3 separate regions of the Gossypium hirsutum genome follow, and regions 1 and 2 are each linked to region 3. The links are chromatin contacts, called in public Hi-C maps. All regions are on one chromosome and are shown on one strand. Each heading gives the region's core, a stretch centred on a gene start, on an enhancer-like site or on the middle of the called end of the contact. The rest is flanking DNA. Distances are from core to core; before and after follow the strand shown.

What was found. A called contact is a pair of places that touch in the nucleus more often than the background predicts.
Region 1: a Hi-C map of leaf shows a contact between it and region 3, with 2.2 times the contacts expected there. The contact joins the promoter of LOC107895069 here to the promoter of LOC107895077 in region 3. A contact is called at or near these places in 5 of 34 Hi-C or Micro-C datasets (hypocotyl and leaf).
Region 2: a Hi-C map of leaf shows a contact between it and region 3, with 2.8 times the contacts expected there. The contact joins the promoter of LOC107895068 here to the promoter of LOC107895077 in region 3. A contact is called at or near these places in 7 of 34 Hi-C or Micro-C datasets (hypocotyl, leaf and petal).

Annotation. Positions count from the first base shown.
Region 1 is chrA13:86,040,109-86,043,543 of Gossypium_hirsutum_v2.1, forward strand. It overlaps LOC107895069 (transcription factor bHLH81), which reads right to left and starts at 1,371. Exons shown (of 5, transcript XM_016820279.2): 1 at 614-1,371; 2 at 126-269; 3 at 1-43. The coding sequence starts at 1,066.
Region 2 is chrA13:85,930,491-85,933,890 of Gossypium_hirsutum_v2.1, forward strand. LOC107895068 (protein NRT1/ PTR FAMILY 5.10) reads left to right here and starts at 1,583. Exons shown (of 3, transcript XM_016820278.2): 1 at 1,583-2,378; 2 at 2,871-3,397. The coding sequence starts at 2,034.
Region 3 is chrA13:85,558,322-85,561,505 of Gossypium_hirsutum_v2.1, forward strand. LOC107895077 reads left to right here and starts at 1,466. Exons shown (of 3, transcript XM_016820289.2): 1 at 1,466-1,841; 2 at 2,763-2,905. The coding sequence starts at 1,709.

The DNA of each region.
Region 1 (3,435 bases), core at 121-2,620, 480 kb after region 3:
CCTGAAGCTTTCTAATGCGATCGCTAATCCGTGTTCTCCGAACCTAACAAAAATAGTCATGGATAGTTAGAACTAAACATAAACACCATTTTACATCTTAATTATCAGCAAATGAATACACTTACCCTTTCTGCAATACTTCGAGGATGAGTAGCACACCCTCGCTTCGCACGGACCCTGCAAGGTACTGAATCCTCCAAAAGTTTCTCCATATCTACATCTATAAGATTAGATATCCCACCAGAAATCTGATCACTTGGCTCTCCTTTCTACCCAAAAATAGAAGGAAAACAAAAGGTATTGTAAAAATAATAATAAAATTGGGGATTCAACCATATATATTTTTGCTCAAAAGAGTAAAGTTATCCTTTCCTTTTTGGCTAGAAATGTATGGCCAATAGTTGGTCAGCTTTGAAAAGAAATAGTGAAGCCTAAACCATTAAAAGAAGACTAAAAAGAATATAATAAGACGACGATCAATATCTATCCTTTCACAGGCAATTCAAAGACGGCAAAAACATAAAACCGAAGTATTCAAAATCCATATAATAGAAAAATTAACAAGCCGTGGAAGTTGAAATATAATATTAGTATGGCTATCTCTTAGTCTTACCAACTGAGAATGGAACTTTGTTGGTGGGAATTGCGTATCAAGCTCGCTAGCCCTCTTACTCGAGGGAGAAACATCCATAGTTGGCGATAAATAGTCATAATTTGCAGCAACCCCAAAGTTAGAGAAGTAGGCATCAGAGGCAGCAGCAGGATTATTCCCAAGAAAATCAGCTGGAGAACTGTTTTGCCTCTGGAAACCAGAAGGCTCAAACAACCCAGATGGATCGGCTGAGTTGGGAAAAAGCAATGAATTTCGAATGGTGGGTGTTGAGGATGAATTTCCAGTTAGTAGCTGAGTCAAGCACTGGCTAGGCTTCAAAGGGTCCTCTTCTTCTTCCTCGAGAAGGGCTTCTAACCAGGTGGCTGGCGCTGAGCGGAAACGGGCGAGTCCAGCTCGACTACCTTCAGCGCCACCGCCACTAGAGCTGCTACTGCCGCCAGGCGTCGGTTTCATCTGCTTCTTTGTTCAGCTTGAGGAGTTAGCTTTGTGAAGCTATGAAAAACTCTTCTTTTTTTTTTTTTCTTTTTGGTTTCCTGTTCAGCAGCTTTCCCTTTTTCGGTGTGGGATATGCCCTAACATAGCTTATTTTTGCAAGTTCCCTTTGTTTTTCATTTAAATGATTTTGAGCCGTTCGATTAGAACCAAAATGTTTCGGAAAAGAGAGATCCAACGGTGGCTAAGTTGGTTCTATCAGAAAAGGAAACATGTAAGGCCAGAAACTGCAACCTCATCATTTTCTTTCAGATCAGACCTCCTCTTCACCGTAACCTCTGGAAAGTAAAGTCAGTTTCAGATGCAGGTATTTCACGTGACAGTCACGGACCAATATAGTTCAGAAAAGCATGCACCTGGAATATACGGCTTAATAATGCGTGGGTAGGTTTATGGGAAATATTATATCTTTTTTGGTTAGAAAATATGTTGCTAGATGTGGCAAAAATAAGGAGGCGGAGGCAATTTCACCCAATGTCCACTGTAGATTTGGTAATTTTTTAAATTCAACATGCAAATCAGAAAACAACAAACTTTTAATGTGTCAATTTTAGGGGGCACAACCTCTACATTGCCCTTTTGTATCCTCCTTTTATATATAACTAGATTTTAATTATATGAAATAAGAATTTTTTAATTATGTTTTATATTTTAGGTACATAATTTAAAATTAAACTCACCTCCAAATTATACTAAGATATCTATTTTTTTTCTCATTTTACCTAAAAACACATTACCAAACAATAAGAACATGCCATATAGTATGTTCGTATTGAACATAGTAGGTTTTAGAATAAAATGAGATAAAATTTATAATTTAAAATCATATTTAACCAAATAAAACTTTAAGTACCTAAGTGAGAAAAGTGATATAATTTGGGGGTCAATTTAATTTTGTAGTTAAACCTTATGCAAACTATGAAATAAATTGAGATTAGGGGGGGTTGTCATTGTCGAGGGAGTGTAGAGGATCACCATGGGGGTGGATTCGTGGGTTTAATAAGAGGTTGGGATAGTGTTCTGTCTTTAATGCTAAGTTATTGAAGTATTCTAGACGGCTTGACATTACTACAAAATAAGCGATGTGACAGTGTTGATTCGAACAGATAGTATGGAGTTCCTTTAGGCCATTCAAAAATTATTCTCAATTACATCTTATTCCGCACTTATCAGACGTATTTAATAGCTTTTGGTGGAAATGGATCAATGAAATTTTGAACATATTCCTAGAGAAGAGAACATAGAAGCTGACCGCATTGCCAAGATGGCTTTTGGCAAAAATAAGGGTAGGCAACTGTTCGCAGAGATTTTGTTAGATTTTGTTATATTAATGTGATTATTTTGTCTGGTTTTTATAAAAAAATTACATAATGTTTAATGAGTAGACTAATCTATTTAAATAAAAAATTTAACATTAAAATTAAAATAATAAAATACTTTCTCTAAATTTCAATTACTAAGATAAATTATTTAAATAATGTAAAAAATAATTAAAAATCAAAAGCATGAACGCATATTTTTCCTTTAAATTGAATCATGATAATAAACTAAGCGAAACATTAATAACTAATTTATGATTTAAAGACAACATAAGATAAATAATTACAAAACAAAACAAACACAATATAAATAAAATGATTATGTCAAAAAACTGTAAATTATTAATGCATAAAATATATATTTACAACAATAAAATTATAGTATTCTAAACATATTTAAAAATAGGTTATTATATGTCATGGGTCCTTGTCATCTTCTCAAATTTAAAATTTAGTCTTTATACTTTTATTTTTAAGAATTTAGTCTCTTTACTTTTAAGATTTCAAAATTCAAGTCCAATGATTACCAATTTTAAGATTATTTTGTTAAATTTAGGTTCATTATAATGTCATTTTTTAAGTTACATTGCTACCAAATGAGTATTTTTTTATATTTTAAAATTTCACACCAATCAATTTAACAAAAAAAATAATATTATACTTGAATTTTAAATTTAAAAAGTAAAAAAAATCTAAATTTTTTAAAATAAAAATATATGGACTGAATTCTAAACTTATAATATAAATACTTTTGGCATATTTAAACCTTAAAAATAACTCAAAACAGTTTTCTTTTTCTTTTTCTCTTTGCTTTTTTCCCCTCCTTTTTCTCCTTTCTTTCCTCTTTCTTCTTGAACCCCATCGTCCCACAGGCCATAACCCAAAAAGAAAGTGTCAAAAGCTTAAGGCCTATATCTACAGTAAACCTGTGTTATAGATTGTAGATAATTAATCTAATACACTATTGATGCTTTTTTTTATAGTTTTTAAATTATTTAATAATATTGTATT
Region 2 (3,400 bases), core at 333-2,832, 370 kb after region 3:
TGAAAAGTTAATATTCAATATTGGAATATATAAAATATTAGATATCATGCGATGTTGTCATGAGGGGGAGTAAAGATGCGTTGTACTTTTTTCTTCTTAATCGGGGTTTTAACCCATTAGGTTTTCTTGGTAAGGTTTTTCATGAGGCAACATATTATGTGTATTCCAGATATGTGTACTATTTTTACTTCACTAAAAAAAAAAATTTCCCATTGAGTTTCTATCTTAGTATGGCTTTAACAAAGCACATTATCTACCAATAGAGATCTAAGAGGGAGTGTTATGAATATATTATTATTAAGTAAATGTTCATCAAGATCAAGATAAGTTTGATATACATTAGGACTTTAATGTTAATTAGAAGTAGAGTTTTATTTTATTTATACTTCTTATGTCTATAAATGTAGACTTTGGAGAAGCATTATATTCATTCCCATTGATTAATAAAAGAATTACTTTTGTTTTGCTCTCCTATTTCCTTTGTTGTTTACTCTCTTCATTATTTATTTCATAACATTTATAGTTTTTTTTAAATTACAATAAATACCAAATTGATAAGAATGTGAAATCATTGGGACTATTTTTGTTGAAGTTTTTAAAATTAGAACCAAATTGAGAAAATATATAAATGCTAAGAGCTAAATTAGTTTTTATGTCTACAAAAAGGTCACGTTAGCTAGAGGGGTGGCAAAAAAAATCAATAATGGTAACATTGGTGACGAAATTGAAAATATTTGGAGTTGAATAACCAAAATAGGAATATGCTAATACTTAAGCAATTAACAGTGCAATTTACCCAAAGCTAAACAATTTTTTTGAAGGAAAAATTATTTCATTCATTCGATGAAGGAGACCACACAATTCGGGGTAAATAAAGAACCAACAAACATCCTTCATCGATAGTGAAGGGCAAGCTCTATGAACACAACGAAGGCTTTAACTTCAACAAGAAAAGAACATTATAGCATGTTGTTGACTTTATCACAATTCAAGCACAAACATATATAAGGTGATTGCAAGAACTTATCACTATAAGGACCAACTCGGAAGGGTTCAAAGCAACAGGTAGAATCAACAAAAGAATGGAGTATCCACCAATTTGGAGTGGACGGTGACAAATCTATCCCTAAAAATACTAATAAAAGCAAGACTACTTGCATAAGAAAGATTAAAAGTTATAGCAAAAACTTCACAATTTTCATAAGAAAGAGAGAAGACCTTTTAGACAATGAATAATAATAATAATAATAAGTAAATGAAACTAAAGACAATGTGTCTAAAATGACTCTAAAATCATTTACTATTCAAAAATACTCTCAAAATAAAAATAGATAAAGTAGACGAAGAACCACAATTTACTATTAATTTTAATTTCATCACTACAACAGGAATATCATCATCATTATTTCTAATCTCATCAAAGTTAATATTTCAAGTTGGTTAACTTCCTAGTTTTCCCTGTGTCCCCATGATAGTGATATTTAACCAAGAGCATTGAATTATAGGAGGCAGGGACGGAATGAATTTTCCCAAAGTAGAAAGGAGATGATATCTTTTGAAGGTAAACATGGAAAGTGGATGTTTTTATTTTTATTTGTACCAGCCAATTTATTCATGTTTCAGAGCCCATATCATACCTATCTTCTCTGAATTCTTTTTTATATTTTTTAGTGTTATTCTCTCAGTAATTTACATATATTATATTACTGAAATAAAAAAGAGTAGCTATTTTTCAATCATTAAATATATACTAAATTTTTATTTGTATGAGTGCCTAAAATATATGTAAAAGTTGTTAAAAATTTACTTTCTTTTGGCCATTGGTAATAAAATACTTGAAAATAATGAAAAAGATAAACGTAACAGTATGTCCATCTAGAATAAAAGAATGACCATGCTATTCACAGGTTTAATATATTATTATTTTTTTTAAAAAAATAACCGTGGAACCGCTGAAATTTTAAATATTTTTTTAATATTTTAATGCTGCCCATAAATTCCTCCCCTCCAAACTCTTACTAAAGCTTGCTGTAATGTCCGATCTTGCAGCTGCTGAAACTCCACTTTTAGATGACTCAGTTAAAGGCTGCCTTGATTTCAAAGGCAGACCTGTGCACCGTTCAAACTCCGGTGGATGGACTTCGGCTTCTTTCATAATTGCGGTTGAAGTTGCTGAGAGGTTTGCTTATTATGGAATCTCTTCAAACCTCATAACATACTTGACGGGGCCTCTGGGTCTGTCCACTGCCGCCGCCGCTGCACAAGTTAACTCCTGGTCAGGGGTGGCCACGCTTCTGCCACTCCTGGGTGCTTTCCTTGCTGATTCTTTTCTTGGCCGATACCGTACCATCATTCTTGCTTCCCTTGTTTGCATTTTGGTAATTCTATTTACATTTTAGCCAACAACATATGAATGCTTCATCATAATTTCTTCCAATGATCCACTGAGCTATTCAGCTAAGAATTTTGTGTAGGCAGAGATAAAGTTATAAAATGTGTCAGGAATGCTTAAATTAATCTTTTAATTTTAGGAGGACTAAAAGTGCAGTTAATCCATTTAAACAAAGGAAGTCAACGCCCAGCTTCGTCCCTGGCTCAAGCTCTCTTGAACTCATTCGTCATTCTCAAATTAGAGAAGTTGCTTCCATTGCTCAAACAATGACTTTGAAACTCAATTCAAGATTTGAGAAAAACAGCTCTAACATCGACTTGTAGTGGAGCAATTTGTCGCTTGACTTAGCTTTCCTATTGAAGATTTGATGATTAATTGAACAGAATAAGCTGAATTATTTTAATGGTTTTTGCTAGAGCATTTGGTAGTTGCTTTCCATAAATGACTTGAACTGGAATTGTTTTTTTTTTACATACAGGGGCTAGGCTTGTTGACTCTGTCAGCCACTCTTCCATCTGTCACCACTTCTGGTGCCCCAAATGCTGATAATGTCACATTAAACACTTCATCAATGCTTCAGTATCAAGTGATACTATTTTTCTTCTCACTATATCTGGTGGCATTCGGACAAGGTGGGCACAAACCATGCGTTCAAGCATTTGGTGCTGATCAATTTGATGCAGAACATCCTGTGGAGTGCAAAGCCAAGAGTTCGTTCTTTAATTGGTGGTACTTTAGTATTGCTGCTGGTATCTTACTGACGCTTTTGATTTTAAACTACATCCAGGAAAATCTTAGTTGGGTTCTTGGATTTGCAATACCTGCTATTGTGATGGCTGTTGGACTGCTTGTTTTTCTGCTTGGAACAATGACTTACAGGTTTAGTGTCGAAGGGGATAAAGAAAGCCCATTTGTGAGGATTGGTCGAGTTTTCATTTTGGCCATTAGGAATCGTAAAATAGCTTCTTCAGCAATTGCTACAGAGGAAAGCTTCAAGCAATTCAAGTA
Region 3 (3,184 bases), core at 216-2,715:
TTAGGTTTGTACCAAAAAATGGGCTTGGGTAATTAATTTATCATTTTTCAAAAATATTAATGATTAATCTACCACTTTTCGTAAATATTAGTGACTAATTTCACACCATTGAAAGTTAAGTAAATGCTGGTATCCTTTTCCCTTGCTTTTTTCCTCCTTCAACATGAAACCATCTCCTCATCTCTCTTCGTGGTTTCAGCCATGCTAAAAAATGATAGTAAAGATAAAATAATACAACCACTGTCTTTGCTTTCTATCTAGCCAACAATAGGGCTAATTGCCAAACCAGCCGTCGTCATTCCTTCCTCTACCCTCTTGCTTTTTTTTCCCTTCAACTGAAAAGAATCTCCTCCTCTCTTTTCATGGTTCCTACGATGGGCACATCTGTTTGCTTTTGTTGGATCTTGCTCGACAGAATGAGAGGATCCTTGGCCAAAAACCTTTGTGAGAGAAGTTAGCTGAGGCCTTTTTGGCTTCTTTCCTTACCAACGATGATTTTGTTTGGTTCCATTTCTCTACCATTTTAGCGTTTGCAACTCCTTAGTCGATGTTACTTATATTTTTCTTTCTTTTTTATTTTCCAGGTTAGTGTTCCTTGCTTGCTAGCTATTAGGATCGTCCCGAATAAGCAACGAACAAGTAAAAATAGTAGAAGAAATTGAGAAGATGAACACACAAATTTAACGTGGAAAAACCCCTCAAAAGAGGATAAAAAACCACGGGCAAAGATAATTTTACTATAATGGCAAAAGAATGAAGAGTACAAAAGATGGAGATAAAAACTAAACCCCAAAAACCCGATAAAACAAAGAACCCTCAAACGTAAACACAAAATTCTCTGAATGTGTTATGAGTTCTAATCTAATGGGTGTCTATTAATTCTAAGATTGTAAAGGAGCCTATTTATAGGCTAAATTAGTAAGTCAAATAAACTATACTAATAAATGCTAAATATATTATACTAATAAATACTAAATCTTCTAGAAAGAAAATATATTTTTGTTTAACTTGACTTGCAAGCAATCTCTTAGAATTTGGGTCACACAATTCTAACACTAGCCTTTGTTATTTTTTGGGGGGCATGGATGGGGTCGCCACCGTTTAAGTTCCCAGTTGGTCGAAGCTTGATAGTCCTTGGCTTTCGTCACACAAACTCTATTTTTGTTAGTGGTTGGGGCCATTTTTATGGCTAATGGGTCTCTTCCGTCGCTGCTCATGATTGGCTTTAACGGTGGTCGATAACTTCCTTTTTTCAGTTTGGCCGAGGCGTGGTCTTTGCCGAAGGCATTCATGCTGACAACCGGTGCAGCCCCCTTGCATCTCTACTTCCCCAACATCCTTTGGCACTTCCTTTCCCTCCTATTCTGATGATAGCAAGGGTCAAATAGTTGAATATCGTGGGGAGCTGGGCTTGTTTGGACCTTGTTTCTATTATTACATCTTTTGAGCTGTTTTGAGACGTTTCTACTATTGGGCTTTTTTGGGCCCTTGTTGTTCTTGATCCCATTTTTTCGATGGATGCCGTAAGTTGAAAAGAAAAAAGAAAAAGGAGGAAGGAAAAACAAGCTGTACTTATCTGAGAGGCATTGCGGCAGATTACCCAGAAAACAAAAGGAGAATCAAACGAAGACGAAGTAAAAAGAAGGAAATCTGAGCAAAAATTCCAAGAAATAACGAAAGTAATAGTTGTACTGCATAAGGCTCTGAAATGGGGGATAACAAGGAATTGACGCCGTCAAAGTATGACATGAACGCAAAATGGGACGCCTGCATCGATCTCACTCTCCGCCGCTTCGTTTATTCATCCTTGGCTGGCGCTTTTGGTGGCCTCCTTTTCTTCAGTTTGTTCTCTTTCCCTAATTTCTTTATTTCTTTCTCCTTTTTAAGATATGTTGTTTTCGATTTGCCCCATTGCAGATTAGCCTAAATGGTTCTACAAATTTTGTATTCTCATATCCACTTTTTATCTTTCATCTAGTTGTTTCTATGTTGTTCTGCACTCGGTAGCGTTCGCTCTTCCAGTTATATATGCGCCTGCTCTACATTCATAGCTGTAGATGTTAATGTAAATATGATGTATATACATGTCCAAAATATGTAGGGATTTAAATTGCTGTCGTGGATACTTTTTTGGATGTGTTGTGTTTATTGGTTGCGAGTGCGAGGTATGTTACTACAATCAGTTGCAGCAAATATCTACAGTGAATACTGGTGGCAAAGAGAGCCACAAATGCAAATTGCAGCCATAATATCGTGCTATGGCTGCTATTTACATTTTTGTTGTGCACTTTACCATCCATTTAAGTGGCAACGTTTGAGACCAAGTGGCTTCCTTAAGGAGAACCTTGCATCCCTGCATGTTGGTTTTGATTCACCTTATATTCCAACACCAGAAGTAGCTCCTTTTTGCCTTTGTTGTAAATTGCCTAGAAATGACGAGGAACTTGATTAAGGCTCTGCTTTGTGGGGAGAGTGGAAAGGAACTGTTTATGATTTATGACTCATAGCCACCTTCAATCATCAATGCTACCTGGAAAAGCCTAAACGGTTGAAGTGATTATGCATTTTAACTTTTTACTAGATGTTAATCTAAGCCGTGGACAAAGTAAACTGAGTTCTTCCATTTTGAATTGCTTCAGTTTTCTTCTAGTACTTGTATTTCCAGGCATTGTCGCTATCATGCCTTTCCGTTTTTATGCTTTCTGCTTTGCATGTCTTCCTTAATCCTTCCTTGAGTTAATAACTTTGATTTGTCCTGTCAGGGAGTCCAGTGACTCGATGGGCATCTGTAGCTTTTGGTGCTGGGATTGCGATTGGATCCGCATACACTGATTGTTCTTGTCTTTTTGGTGGATATTCTCCAAAGTTGGCTCCTCCGAAGCTTGATGATGCTCCTGCACCCAAGGTTGAACTAATGTTTTATTGAACTATGGGTTTAATCTTCTGGACTCTTCCTTTTTCTAGGTTGCACATTCATGTTCTAATTGTTTAGTGTAATCCTTTGTCCACTACAAATGTTAAAATTTTCTTCAACTTATCAACAGTCATCTCAAGGTGTTAAATGAGAGGATATGCATCAGCACTGGTGGGGTCATTCTGGGTTAGGTTATGAATGCCCGCTAATCGATTTTGTGATCGTCAACTTCAATGCTCACACTCAACCAACTTTATTAGAGCCATCTAA